Linked DNA regions of Mus musculus: all the other regions are linked to region 1. The links are chromatin contacts, called in public HiChIP or PLAC-seq, Micro-C and promoter capture Hi-C maps. All regions are on one chromosome and are shown on one strand. Each heading gives the region's core, a stretch centred on a gene start, on an enhancer-like site or on the middle of the called end of the contact. The rest is flanking DNA. Distances are from core to core; before and after follow the strand shown.

Evidence for each region. Promoter capture Hi-C pulls out the DNA fragments that hold promoters and counts their contacts. Hi-C and Micro-C count contacts between places; a contact is called where the count stands out from the background. HiChIP or PLAC-seq counts read pairs in DNA pulled down with a chosen protein or histone mark.
Region 2: an H3K27ac HiChIP or PLAC-seq map of epiblast stem cells shows a contact between it and region 1. The contact joins the promoter of Dtymk here to the promoter of Kif1a in region 1. A contact is called at or near these places in 1 of 39 promoter capture datasets (second pharyngeal arch cranial neural crest), 1 of 484 Hi-C or Micro-C datasets (the N1E-115 cell line) and 2 of 115 datasets of contacts at active chromatin or transcription factors (astrocytes and epiblast stem cells).
Region 3: a promoter capture Hi-C map of second pharyngeal arch cranial neural crest shows a contact between it and region 1. The contact joins the promoter of Bok here to the promoter of Kif1a in region 1. A contact is called at or near these places in 8 of 39 promoter capture datasets (the 3T3-L1 cell line, the HPC-7 cell line, cranial neural crest and 5 more).
Region 4: a contact with region 1 is called in a Micro-C map of embryonic stem cells, with 2.4 times the contacts expected there. The contact joins the enhancer-like site here to the promoter of Kif1a in region 1. A contact is called at or near these places in 3 of 39 promoter capture datasets (embryonic stem cells, frontonasal cranial neural crest and hippocampal neurons), 1 of 484 Hi-C or Micro-C datasets (embryonic stem cells) and 1 of 115 datasets of contacts at active chromatin or transcription factors (embryonic stem cells).

What each region holds. Positions count from the first base shown.
Region 1 is chr1:93,100,139-93,103,680 of GRCm38.p6, reverse strand. Kif1a (kinesin family member 1A) reads left to right here and starts at 1,807. Exons shown (of 49, transcript NM_001368847.1): 1 at 1,807-1,918.
Region 2 is chr1:93,800,036-93,803,577 of GRCm38.p6, reverse strand. It overlaps Dtymk (deoxythymidylate kinase), which reads left to right and starts at 1,644. Exons shown (of 5, transcript NM_001105667.1): 1 at 1,644-1,880; 2 at 2,668-2,776. The coding sequence starts at 1,751.
Region 3 is chr1:93,683,644-93,687,185 of GRCm38.p6, reverse strand. Bok (BCL2-related ovarian killer) reads right to left here and starts at 1,611. Exons shown (of 5, transcript NM_016778.3): 1 at 1,332-1,611; 2 at 517-768. The coding sequence starts at 739.
Region 4 is chr1:93,666,327-93,669,868 of GRCm38.p6, reverse strand. No RefSeq gene overlaps it. Among named protein-coding and RNA genes, the nearest start is that of Bok, 17 kb to the left of the region's middle. Within about 2 kb of position 1,623, at least 195 of the 459 cell types and tissues checked have an H3K27ac peak or open chromatin away from gene starts, as enhancers often do. A contact at or near this core is called in embryonic stem cells and hippocampal neurons, where this site is marked.

The DNA.
Region 1 (3,542 bases), core at 558-3,057:
CTCCACAAAGTGGGAGGAATGTATATAACAGAGATTTTTTTTTTAAAGTGCAGACACAATAAGTGTAAGAATGGTGTGGTGGTCCGTCTTCACTGACAACCTGGCTGAAGTTTAAACTCCCAGGAGGACTTTGTCTATGAGGTGTTTCCTGAAAGGAGGAAAGAACCCACCCTGAATGTGGGCAGCGCAATCTCATGGGCTGCGGTCCTGAACGGAATAAAAAAGGAAGTGATCTGGGACCAGCATTCCTTGCTCTCTGCTTCCCTACTGTGGACACGATGTGACTGACTGCCTTAAGCTCTGGCTAACTCACTCATCCTCCCAGAAACAAGCCTTCCCGCTGCAATGAACAGTATACTTTTTCAAGCCATGCACTACAATAAACTCTTTCTTTCTGTTAGTCGCTCTTGTCACAGCAATGGACCAAATTAGTGAACATACCTCCACATGCTAGCAATTCAAATATCCAAACGAGAGGAATGTCTAGAAAAAGCTGTGCCGGGATTAACAAGTGCAGCGGAAAATGGAGTCATAAACACTGTGCCTTTCTGTTCCTGCCATCCTTGAAGGTATTCTTATTCGGGTGATATTGAGGAACAGAAAGGGGTGAAGCTTCCCCCCACCCCGGCTTTGGAGGGGTGGGGCGGGAAAGGGGGTAGTCTCAGTCAGAAGATGGGGATCTGGCCTGTGCTGCCTACCAGTGCTGCTGCCTCTTGCTACACAGTTGCCAACTGAGGTTGGGCCCCCGCCTCACTCAGGCTGCTGTGGATTAAGTGGACAACCATTTAAAGTGCCCAGCAACTGCCAGGGGTAGAGGATGCTGCTGGCAGGAGCTTTTTGAAGAGGAAGCTTGAAACCCTAGTTTTATGGTAACGTGATGTCATCACTCCCACCACCGCAGTGCGGGGAGTCCTGGTGGGAGAGCTGACCATAGGCCTTAGCTGAGTTACTCAGCCCCGGGCTGTGGTTGGCCCTGTAATTCACCCAGCTGCCAGCCAACCCTCACTGAAAAAGGAAAATCTGAGACTTGGTGAAGGCTGAGGTTTGCCATCGAGGATCCAGGGAAGCGTGTGGGTTGAAGTCCTGAGGATTTAGGCTGGAGTGACCGTGTGTGATGATGGTCTAGGACCCATGGAACAGGGAGGGGGACAAGGAGGAGATCTCCACCTGACGGAAGGATGTGTGAGGAAAAGAGGTGCGGGTTAGCCTGCCGTCTGTAGCTTCACCCAGTCAGCAGAGCTCTCTGCAACGCTCTGACTTTTCTCTGGTGATAGGGCCCAAAAGCCAGATGAGATTTTTGAGACCTACCTGTTAACACTTGGAGTCTAAATCCCTAACCCGCCCCAAAATCCCCTCTTCAGTGAAAGATGCGCCTCAACCCCATCCTAGCCTTCCCCCCACCCCCCACGATAAGCCTGTGTTGATGTCTCTTGGTCCTGCAGATGGATGTTTTACAGTTTTTATGATTTCAATTGAAAGCAGTCAGCATGAGGAAGGGCTCAGGGTCTGCAGGCAGGTTCAGCTGGGCGCCACCGGGTCCCTCTCCTTTGGGAGTGATAGGCACTGCTGAGCGAGGGGGTGCTGCACCCGATTACGGGCGTCCGTCTCCCACCTCTCACTGGTGATGTCACAGCCCTGCCCCAACCCCCTCCCGCTCCAACCTCGTCTCTTCTGTGCCGCTTTGCCCGTCCCTCTCCCTGTGCGACAAACCAGCTGGCGGCTGAGCCTCGGACGCAGCGCTCAGCCAACCAGCGCATCGGGAGGGGCTTGGGGAGGGCCGGGTCGGGGGCGCGGAGCCCGTCACGCGGTGCCATCGTCACAGCACCAGGAGCAGGCAGTAAGAAGCATCAGTTCCAGGATCGGGGACCCTCCCCGGTGCCAGTGCCCATGCACGGCTATCCCCAGTGACGCCTGAGAGGTAAGGCTACTGCCCCCACGGCCTGTCGCCATCCGCGCTCATCATCCCGCACCTGTCCCTGGCATCGGGCACCCGCACTAAATGTGCATCTGATGGGAGATTCCGGACCAACGCCAATGTCCTTGTCGCAGCCCGAAGCGCGGGCTTGGAGCTGCGGCTTCCCTTCCCCCGACCTTCCCCCGCCTCTTAGAAGAACAAAGGGGCGAATTCAGGGGTGTCAGTGCTTCCTGCGAAGCTTTTCAGGGCCACAGAAAAGACTCTTTTGCTGAGGCGCGATACTTGGCCCATGTGGGTGGAGGTCGCCAGCTAGAGGAACAAGCAGATCTGGGCACAGCCTCCTTTCCCCGTATCCCTCCACTGCAGAGGAGCTACCCAGAGGGATGCGACAGAACCGCGGGGGAGGGGAGGCAGAGATGCCAAGTAGGGACCAGGACTAGGCTGAGGGGCGTCGAGACGGGGCACGGCTGCTGATCCAGGCCCTAGGGAGAGTACGCGGGGCAGCCGCTCTGGTCTCTGGTGGGGGAGGGCAGATGCTGGAGCCGACAGCAAAACAGGCGGGCGGGGCGGGGGATGCGGAGCCACGGCCAGGCACTGGCTTAATGCTGCCCATCACTCCTAGTGCTCCCGATGCTCCTCCCTTCAGAGACCCCATTTCCCTTCCAGAAAGACACAGTGTGGGAGGAACCACCAGCAGACATGCCTGGCGGCTACAAAGCCAGTGCCCCAGTAACAGGTGTGGTCCCAGGCTGGAGGGAGGGGGCTGGGAGACGCGTCGTCTGGGATGACAGAGGTCTCGGGGAGTCTGGCGTCAGTTGACTCTAGGAACATTGCCTGTGAAGACCCTCGCATTCCCTCATTAAGCCACTCCTCTCCCCAGCTGCTTCCCTTGGGAAGGCCACCGCCCTCTGCTCCCGAAGGGACAGGGACCACATTGGGGCTAAGGGAGAGGGTGGGTCTGCGGTGCAGTGAGGTGCAGGCTGCTGGGGGCCGCAGGAACGGGAGCGGGAGGGGGAGGGGACAGAGGGATTGCCAAGTCATGGGGCCTGCTGGGCGCCGGCGCGACGTCGCCCGGGCGCGGACCCGATGCGCGCCCACGTCCCCAGGAATGGGAATTTTTTCTCTCTCAGAGACCAGAGGACCCGTCCCCCAGTGGCTAGCCTTCCTAAGAGGGGACCGCATTGCTGGGATTAAAGGCCTGCTAGGGCAAGCGGATTGGATCAAGTGACTGCTGGTGGAGGAGGTGCGGAGAGTCGCTGCCAGTGCTAGTCCAATCTTGGGGACCCGCAGCCTCAGCGCAAGTTCGCTGAAGACGCGGTCACTCCGAGCTGGCCGAAGGCGGCTGCCAGGGCAACGTGCCCAGCGCCTCTGTCTAAGGAGGCAGCGGCGGCTTCAGAAGCTGTGGGGTTCAGGGGGGCTGGGACCGCACCTGCGGCGGCCATTTTGCAGGTGTGGCTGGTCACCTGCCCTAGTCAGGCTGTAGGGAAGGGATGGACAGGACAGGCAGAGGGCTGTGGTGCATGCAGCAGGGTGAGGTGGGCTGTAGGGTCCAAGGCAGGCTTCAGATCTCCGCGAGCATGGTCTTCCAGAGGTTCTTTGCTTTTGGTGGGTGGGGTCACTATCCAGG
Region 2 (3,542 bases), core at 395-2,894, 700 kb before region 1:
TTCCATGCTCTTTGTGGCTGTCTGGTCCCGAGGGGGGCGTGCCCACGCTGGACCTCGGTTGCTTTGACTCGCACTTCGTGAAGAAGCCACGCACCCCTCGATGCCTGCAAAAATACATTTTACATTCCTACGGCAACTCTGTTACAGTTAATGAAACAATATAACTAAAATCCAGGGTTTACCAGAGTCCACTCTTGGTGGGCTCTAATATTTCTGAGAAGTATTAAGTATCCCCCTTATAGCATCCTGAAGAATATTTTTCACTGCCTTTAATTCTTTTGGTCTATTACAATAGCGCGCGCACACACACACACGCATACTTGTAACCAATAAACGTTTTAGAGTCTCTGTAGTATTGCTTTGCTAACATGCCATGTAGTTGCATTTTACAGTACACAGTCTTTTCAGACTGGCTGCATTTATCATTATACAGTTCAGGTTCCTCCATGTCCTAGTAAGTAACTGATAATTCACTTTTTACTTCAAAATTATTTCACTGTGTAATTACCAGTTTATCAGTTTGCGTGTTGGAGGACATCTTAGCTGCTTCCATATTTAGGCAAATGTGGCTAGAGCTGATACAATCATTTGTGTGCAGACATAGTTTCCAACCCATTTGGGTAAATATTGACTTCATGTTAAAAGTAGAGTGCTTTCTTGAGAAACAGCCAAGCTATCTTCCACACCGTTTTTGCCTTCTCCTCTGCACTGACAGTCTCCTTCGCTCCACGTCCTCACCAGCATGATGAAGGGTTAGAATTGTAGATTTGGGCTATTCTCGAAGAGGTGAAATTATCTTAATTCATGATTCCTAACAATATGTTTGTGTTGCACATTTTTACATATGTGTCTGGCATCTGTGTCACTTCTTTGGGTGTTAGTTCAAATGTTTGCATAAACCTTGATCTACCTCCCAAATGTTGGGTTTATAGGCTATGTCACTCACTATATCCAATTTATTCTGTGCTGGGTATGGAATCTTTGTTCATTAGGCAAAACATAACCCAGCCCAGCCTTTGACTGCGGATCCTTTTTTCTCTTCCTCTAGAGTACTGTTGTTTGGGTTTTTGAGCCTGGGTCTCACAATGTATCCCTGGCTGGCCTGAAACTATGTAAGTGGCCTCAGACTCACAGAGATTTGCCCGCCTCCTGCTCATGTATTTTCCCTGACTTTATTTTGTCTGTAAAAACACTGCTAGGGGGAAAGGAATTTAAAAGGGGGGGGGGTGGTTTCAATTCTGCCCACGCTGCAAATAAACCCATTTCCTTCCACCAACTTACACTAAAACGACAAGGAAAATTCCTGAGCGGTTCGAAAATGCTGCAGAAAGTACATCTTGGGGGTCGATGTTCCTATCCTTAACTCCTTTCAGAGCCTGATCATCACATGGCTCCTGTACGCGCGCAGGTGTGTGTGTGATAAGAAACTTTTAGAACCCTTCAGTAGCGCGCTTAGGGGCATAAAAATTTGATTCCGTTACAGGTCTCGAACTTCCACGTGACCAGAGCCTGCGCAACCACAGTCCTTAAGATTGGTGCTCTTCGGGAGCGGCGAACGGAAGTTCCGCGAGTTGGCGCTCGCTAAACTGCAGACTCCCGGGCCTAGATTACGTCACGTCCGGAAGCTGTTCCCCGCAGGCCACAGAATTCGTTTTCCAACCGGAAGAGGGCAGGGCTTCCGTGCACGCCGGGCTTCTGCTGCATCTAACATTGGCGGGAACCTGGCAAGTTGACCGGTGCTGTGCGGGCGATGGCGTCGCGTCGGGGAGCGCTCATCGTGCTGGAGGGTGTGGACCGTGCTGGCAAGACCACGCAGGGCCTCAAGCTGGTGACCGCGCTGTGCGCCTCGGGCCACAGAGCGGAGCTGCTGCGTTTCCCCGGTGCGCGGGTGGGCCTGGAGAATTCCCTCACTCTCTCTTTGGGTTGTAGTCTTAGTATCTTTAAAAGCTTTTAGAACATCTATTTATTTATTATTGTGCATGCGTGTGCTGGCTAGTCTATGTCAGTTTGACTCAAGCTACCTCAATTGAGAAAACTGGCCCCACCAGATTGGCCAGCAGACAAGCCTGGAAGACATTTTCTTCATTGGTCATTGATTTGGGAGGGCCCGGCTGGTGGAGATGGCTTAGTTAATAAAATACAGGCTGAAATGAGAGCCTGGGTTTAGTTTCCCAGGTTAAAAAAAAAAAAAACCTAGTACGGTTGCTTATCCAACCGCTGGAGAGGTGAGACGGACTCGTTCCTGGGACTTGTGAGCCAGCCAGTTCAGCCAAAACTGAGCTTCAGGTAGAAGCTCCTCTCTGAAAACACAAGGTGGAAAAGTACTGAAAAGGGAACATAAGGTTGACTTTTGGCCTTGCGCCCTGTACACTGGACACCAACCCCTGATCCTACAAATTAAGTAGGTTGGGAATTGGAACAACCACTTTGCAGGATATTTTAATTTTCAAACCAACCAGTCAAAAGTCTTACAAGTACTTTTGAAATCAAGACTTGCACGTACATTACTTCCTTTTCTCGGGGAGACTTCTTTGGCTTCAGAGATGGTCCAAAGCTGTCTGGAGGTTGAAAGTTAGGTGTAGGTGCAAGGAGAGAACTTAAGTGCAAACCCCTGTAGACTTCAGGTGAAGAGTCTGACTTCAGTCGAGTGTATCTTTGTCTTTCTAGAAAGATCAACGGAAATCGGCAAGCTTCTGAATTCCTACTTGGAAAAGAAAACGGAACTAGAGGATCACTCCGTGCACCTGCTCTTCTCTGCAAACCGCTGGGAACAAGTGTAAAGACCTGCGTCGTTGCTCCCCGGTTGTAACATGCACACTTTTGTGTGTGGCAAGGGTGCGAGCACCTGTGTGTGGCATGTGTGCAAACACCCGCACGTCGAGACCAGAGGCCAGCTTGGGAGGTTTCCTCTACCCTACCATTCGACGCCGTATTTGAGATAAAAAAATCGACGTATTTGAGATAAAAAATCGTCGTATTTGAGATAAAAAATCGCCGTATTTGAGATAAAACATCGTCGTATTTGACCATCGTATTTAACCACATCCGGCTTGTTTTGTTTTATTAAAAGGTTTTTTTTTTGATTTGGTTTTTGGTTTTGTTTTTTTGATACTAGGTTTCCCTACATAACAGTCCTGACTATCCTGGAACTTGCCTTATAGACCAGGCTGGCCTCATAAAAAATATGTATTCGTTTTTGTGTAATATAAATGGCTACCTGTATGTGCACCTCATGCATACCTGCTGCCCAAGGAAGACAACTCCTGTAACTAGAGTTACTGAGAGTTGTAAGCTGTCATGTGAGTTCTGGGAACCAAACCTGGGTCCTTGGCAAGAGCAGTAAGTGCTTTTAACTGCTGAGGCAAGGTTTGTTTTGTTTTGTTTGTTTTTGTTTTTTCGAGACAGGGTTTCTCTGTATAGCCCTGGCTGTCCTAGAACTCACTTTGTAGACCAGGCTGACTTTGAACTCAGAAATCTGCCTGCCTCTGCCTGGGATTAAAGGCGTGCACCACCACACCCGGCTTGTTTTGTTTTATTAAAAG
Region 3 (3,542 bases), core at 362-2,861, 580 kb before region 1:
TCAAGGGAAACTGCAGAGGGTGTCGGACCTCGGCCAATAACTGAAAGGCCTATTTTCCAAAACAAACATTGGGACACGTGGTACCACAAAGGATTTTTTAGTCCAGCAGAGTACAAGGGTCACAATAAAGTTTAGCTGCTAAAATACTGCTCCTCCAGAGCTTTCTGTGTTTTATGGCAAGAGTGTCTGTGATCTGGACTAAGCAGGAACCAGGAGGGGGGAGGTTGACAAAGGAGCCTGCAAGCAGACAAGCCTGGGGACAAAGAGCAGCGCCAGCCTGGGTGGCCTATCCTTGCACCCTCTCCATTCCAGACAGATTTGGGCTCCCACGCACGCCTCCTCTCTCAGCGCCAGCGGGAGGGTGAGGCACAACCGCAGAAGGGCTGGTCATGTCACAAGAAGGGAATGTCTGTGCAGAACAGCTGTACCGGGAACCCTGAAACACTGCGGGCAGGCCCATCCAACCAGCTATAGAGGGGCGGCCTGGGATGGTACCTGCTGGTGCCCCACACTCACCCAAGCGCAGCAGCACTGTGCACACCTCTGCCAAGCGTCCTCCAGGGGCAGGCGAGGCACGCTCTGGAGCGCTCCAGGAGAGGCCGGCGCGCAAAAGCCGCGCGTGCACGTACTCCCGGCCTAGTGCCTTAGCCTGGGCCACCAGCTCCTTGTCTGTGGGCGAGCGATCAAAGGCGTCCATGATCTCCGCTGCAAAGACAGAAGAGCGCCGCAGCACCTCCATGGCCGAAGCGCGGGCGAGAGGCGCCACACCTACGAATAGACTGAGTTCAGACCGGACCGCCTCCAGCCAGGTGGCGAAAGGACTCCCGCCACGGGAGGAGACCCAGAAGCGCGGCCCGAGGCACAGCGGTCCCCACCGCGTGCGCGATTCAAACAACACAGGAGGTTGGCTGTGCGCCGCCCTCAAAAAGGGCCGGTTTCCGATAGCCTCTCGTTTTGCACCCCAAATCTTTTAAAAGTCTCGGGTTCTTTTTAGGTTCTAAATTAAATCTCGCAGATCCCAGCGGTGGTCAGGGGTTGGAAACACCGCAGGGAAGTGGCGATAGGTTCTTTAATCACAGCGCCCAGGCTCCAGGACCAATTTGGGGGAGAAGAGGATGCAGAGTAGCCTGCTGCGACCAGCCGACAAGCAGGACCCCGCGGGCTCCTCCCTGCCGACGAGTGGGGTCCTAAGGAAGGCTCCAAACTGCGCGGCAGTCCCCGGGCTCGGAGACCACGCACCTGCGCACCTCGCAGAGCCCGTGTTTGTCCCCGGTGTCGCTGTTCCCATGGTGCTACATCCAGGGCACCGACGCCACGCCCGCCCGACTCACCTCTCCCGCCTCATGGCGCGCGGGGCGGCGGTGGAGTTCTGGTTTCAGGACCCGCTCGCTGCCGTCTCCGGCGGTCTAGACCCTTCCATTCAAACCCGCGAGCGCGCGCCCCGCCCCAGCGCCCGCCCCGTCCACACCCGAGCTGAAGCACAGGCTCCGCCGGTCTTCCCGCGCGCTCGCAGAAGTCCTGGTCCCGAGGGGTGCGGGAGGCGTACCGCGGTCTCCCCGCGGGCGAGAAGCCAGGCTTAGGGCTTCGCCTTCTAAGGAAACGGCAACCCCCGGGGGCGGAGCCGCAGCCCAGCTCTGCCCAACGCCTCCCTGGTTTAAGAAAGGCCAGCACAAGTTCTCGGGATGCGCCCGGGAACGCCGCCAGACTGGAGCTGTCCCGGCAGGCAGCGCGAAGAACATCCAGCTCTGACACCAACCCACTGGGGCGCACCAAGTTCCATTTTAAAATGAGCTGACTTATATTTCCTTATTGTCTTATAGAGGCTCCTTAAAGATCCTGGATTCTTGAAGTTGTAGGAGATCTGATGCCCTCTTCTGATCTCCAAGGACACCAGGCATGCACGGGGATTCACAGACATGGAGGCAGGCAAACATTCATACACAAAACAAAAATAACAATAAGTAAATATTTAAAAATAGATTCTGCATTCTTGGCTTAATAGAGCCTTTGGAGTGTGGTGAAGACTTGGGTATGTACATGGTTGAAGATACTACAAATACCCATCCATTCCCACTCAAGTCTAGCTTTGCTTTTAATGAGCTGGACTTATTTATATCCAATCCAATATATAATCTTTTGTAGTTAGTTATCTCTCATTAGGGTATTTCCCTTTGACAGAAAAAGGGGAGGGAGGGAGAGAGACAGAGACACAGAGAGAGGCAGAGACAGAGAGACTCACAAAGAGAGAGAGGCTTGTCTGGAGCTCTGTGTTGACCAGCTGGTCCAACCTGCAGGAATCACCCAGCCCCTGGCTCCGGAGTACTAGACTACAGCGGTCTTCAGAAGCTTAGTTACTTTAGGATTCATACTTAGACCTATGCTGGATCACAGACATCGTTGTGAACAGTGTGGCAGTGAATCCGAGCTCCCTTTTTCCATACCGATTTCCAAGAAAGTCAACATCATCTACTAGACTCTGGTCTTCTCCTTCATCTTTGGACCCAACTGCAAAATCTCAACAATGGGATTTGCTAACTCGACCTAGTTTGTGTAAGTAAAACACTTCACTTAGAGCTATAAAATGCATATTCTACACACGCACACCAAAATAGACTACACCTGAAACCATAAACAAGTGTCAACAAATTTCAAAGAACCAAAATCATACAGTAATTACTCTCTGAATTAAAGCTAAATTGCAGAAAAACCAGTGGAAGTCTCCAAATGCTTGGAAATGAAACAGCGTACTTATAATGAGGCAATAAATAATAAATCACAATGAAAATGTTAAAAGGTTTATTTATGTGTTTTATGTAGATGGGTGTTTTATCTGGATGTATGTCTGCACACAAGAAGAAAGCATTGGATCTCACAGGACTACAGTTATAAGTGGTTGTGAGCCACCATGTGGTTGTTGGGAATTGAACTCAGTACTTCCGGAAGAGCAGTCAGTGCTTGTAACCGCTGAGCCACCTCTCCAGTCCTACCATGGAAATATTTTCAAGTGAACAGTCACAAAAACAGTACAAGCCCAGGTTAAAACCCAGCATCACCACATACAAGTCCCAGTGCTATTGGGGCAAAGAAGAGGAGATCCCTGGGACTGGCAGGACAGGAACCTAGCTCAAGTATCACTAACAGATCCCATCTTAGGAAATAATGTGGAGAGCATTAGAGAATGAGGGGACCTTGCAGGTGTCCGGGCAGGGAATCAAGAATGACGCGACGGGGATTAAAAAGCAGATTCAGATTGACTTCATGAACCTGGTCTGATCTCAGGCAGTTCATTACCAACTAGTTTAATCACAGTATAATTTGAAGAAAAAAGTTTCCTGTTGTAATCCAATCCCCGAGGCACACAGAAGCATAATTACATCAGAACTTGACCCAGGGTGCCTGTCATTAATTCCAACAAGATGGGTTCTAGGGCTGGAGAGATGGCTCAGCAGTTAAGAGCACCATCTGCTCTTCCACAGGTCCTGAGTTCAATTTCCAACAACCACAGGGTGGCTCACAACCATCTGTAATGGTCATCCGATGCA
Region 4 (3,542 bases), core at 374-2,873, 570 kb before region 1:
GAGAGAGAGGGCACCAGGCTGAGCCTCCCAAAGACCCTTCAGTCCCTTCCAGCTAGGGCTAAAGACTGCTATCTCGGGAGAGTCTGATGATACCCAACCGTCAGTCCAACTGCCATGCTCAGAACATAAGAGAATAAGGAATTTGTGTTACACCAGTAGGTCTATGGTAATTTGTTACAGCTCTCCTAGAAGATGGACAGAGTGATTTAACTGTGAGCACGAGTGCTCACATCACTACACGCGTCACAGCTCTTGTTCCGCAGGGGAGAGGGGATGCTTTGGGGCACTTTGGGGTTGCTCTTGTGTCCCTCCTCAGAGGTAAACTGCTCATATATAAAATGTTGTGTCCTGGGGACACGGACATCTGCCTCAGTTCCCACTTGCAACCTGGACCAAGCCAACCTACCAGGACCAGGATCCAGGATCCAGGCTTCACTGGGGGAAAAAAAATCCTCATCTGCAAACCCAATGCTAGTTGGTATATATCCTTGCCTGAGGCTCCGCCTCTGTGACTTGTCCCTCCCCACCACTTTCCTCACCACCACCCCCCACCCCCCGCCCATGACCACAGCCCCTCCCCCTGGAGGATCTGCCTTACAAAGATCCTTGCTTGGGTTGGGGTGGGGAGTTGTTCACCTTCCATAGGGTTCAGGCCCTACCAAGATCTGCCCCTACAAATGGCTGAGCTCCATTAGGCTCTGCCCCTCGCTCACAAGAATCTGTCCTATGCCAGAGCTCCTTCACCCTACACTGCCCTACAGCCCGCCCTTCCGATGTTCCTCACCTTGTGACAGTCGGAGAGCCGAGATTACTAAAGTCTGGAGATGGAAAGGGAGTGTGTACGTGTGTGTGTGTGTGTGTGTTTTCTTCCTCTAGTGCCGAGGCCACTCCTCCGCTCCCTCAGAGCGGCAGGAAGTGTACACTTGCCAGCCGCGTGCTGGTTGTCAGGGACAAAGAGGACCTCTTCGGTGGCTACGGGTCCTCTTGTGCCCCCAGGCGGCCAGTTGTCCCAGAGAAGCACCAGGTCCCTTAGAAGTTGAACCTGGGGTCCAGGTTTCATCTCCCTCTAGGGAGCTGGATACATATTGCAGTGTGTCTGCGCTGCTCCAGTGAGTCTCAGGGGCAGGAAACTGGTGGCCCATGCTTCCTGTTGGGACTTTAGTTTTTCCCTGTGGATAAACATTCTTTTCTTTAGTTTGTTCCTGGTTCTGAGAGTTCACACCCCGCGGCAAAATATATACTTTAAAACAGAATTGTTCTGAGATTTCAAAGTCAAGGCCAGCAGTCACCTCTCACCCCACCTCCACCCCCGAGTATAACAGTAAATCCTGGGTACACTCCACTAGGAAGTTTAAAAAGCACACAAAATTAAAAGCCGCAACTGCTGTATGATGATAAGGACTCTTGTGGCATATTTCACATCCAAAAGAAGATTCTTGCTTATGTCAAACACCTGAGGCTCCAAAACCTGACTTTACACTTAATGTAACATCCGCATTATGTTCCTCTGGCCTTCCCATTTCTACAGGCCGTGTGAAATTCCATCGCACAACTGGGATTCTTGGCTCACTCTCCCTAGACAGTCTGACCTTGTCCTTGATGTTTGATAAACCAGGCGGAAGGAAGCACGCATCATGGATGGGGAGGGGGTTGTCTGCCAGGACTCTACACTGCTGCAGACACTGGACTCTTTGATCTGGAAAAGACCACGAGTTCGCTGCCCTTTTCAGTCCCAGGAGAGATAAAGGGTTAGCAGTCACATTTCTACCAGTCTGAGGGGAAACAGACACAAAGAGAGAAACAACTGGCCTTCACAACGTGAATAGGTGGAGAAGTGGAAGCCTGGGTAACCTGCAGAGACCCCAGGAGCCCGGTAGAGGGTGAGCTGGTAGGAGGAGCCAGGTAGAGGGTGGTGCTGGTAGGAGGAGCCAGGTAGAGAGCCGGGGTTGGTGGGAGGAGCCAGGTAGAGGGCTGGGGTTGGTGGGAGGAGCCAGCAGCTCTGCTCTCGAAGTGGTCCTATAGGGCTCTATCCTGACACCCAAAGGGAAACTATCACATCTGGGGCATTCTTCCTCCCTGCTGAGAGGTCGCAAGGACAGTGACAACGGCATTATGCCACCTATTTCCAGTCATTCCCAGGCTTTTCTCCTGCGCAGCCCTTCTGCAGTCATTGTTCTGAGGGAGCCCTTGATCCCACTGATGGAATAGGAACATGGCTGTGTGATTGGGAGCTCTTGGGAGCTGGCTCCTCAGTCTACACACACACACTCTGGCATGCACCCACGCACACGCATGCAAGTACACAAGTAATTCAGAAAGTCTTTTCTGGGACTCTTGTCTGGTTAGAAGTGAAATCGCCTGGCCTAGGAGAAGGAAGTCCAAACACAGGGCAGGTGCCTGCTGTCTTCTCTTGGTGTCCTCACAGAGCTCTACCCCAGCATTCTCATTATCTCCCTGGGAGCACAGGCTTCTCCAATCCTCATATAATTCAACTGGGCCCCAAATGGTCAGGAAGTAGTCAGACGTACCCAGGCTGCCCTTGTTACAAATCCCAGCTACAGCAGGAATTACCAGAAGAATTTTGTCCCAGCACATGGGCCACACAGTGAGATGTCACAATGTGGGTGGACACAGGGCCACTACTCTAGCCTGCCACTGGCTCACCTAGTGCTGTCCTAGGGTCCTTAGTCTACCAGTTGACCAGAGACCCATACTCAGACCCGTCATGACTGAACTCCTTGGCCCTCATTGCCTTTCCCTGGGCTCTGCCCATCAGTTTATTCTGAAAACTCACTCTGGACCTGGTTCTCCCTTAGATCCCAGAGCTGAGCTGAGCAAGGCTGTAAGCAATCTTAGTTTCTCACAGGGAGCACTGACTTTTTACGCTATTTTAGTAAATGGCTCTTGAGCCCAGTCTCAGCAGTGTAGCTGAGTCCCGAACCTCTCCTGGGGCATGGTCTAATCCTCTCTCCAATCCAGTGCCATACTAGCTCAGCCTCCAGGTTCAGTGAACTAAAAGTGCCCAGAAGGTGTGCTACAGGAGAGAAATCTCTAAAGATGCTATGGCTTAGGGGACTGAGAACCTCGACCAGCTCCTGGGGGCTGAGAAACAGCACAGGAGACCAGTGGTACAACTGTGAGGTCTGAGGAGGAGGAGTCAAAGGCAGCTTTTAAAATCATTAATCAGGGGAGTCAGGGCCCCCAAGAGGCAGTGAGGCAGATAGGTGACTGGAAAGCACTATCTGATGGCCATGGGGCCCTGAGAGAACAAGCAAATGGAAGCTGCTAATGTCCCAGTTGAGGAAAGTAAGCAACAAGGAAACCCAGGACTGAGCTGCCTGAGTTGGTTCTGGTCTCTCCTGGCCTCTCCCTCATTTCCAGGCTGGACTGGTGACATAGATGCATGTCGTAAAGCTGAAGAAAGGAAGTGCCTCTTGAATAAAGAACCCATAGGCATGCTCCCAGACCATGGAGGGGCCATCTGTCCTCACTGCATTACAGTTCACATTTTTAGCTGGGGTGACCCTCAAGTGCTACCTACC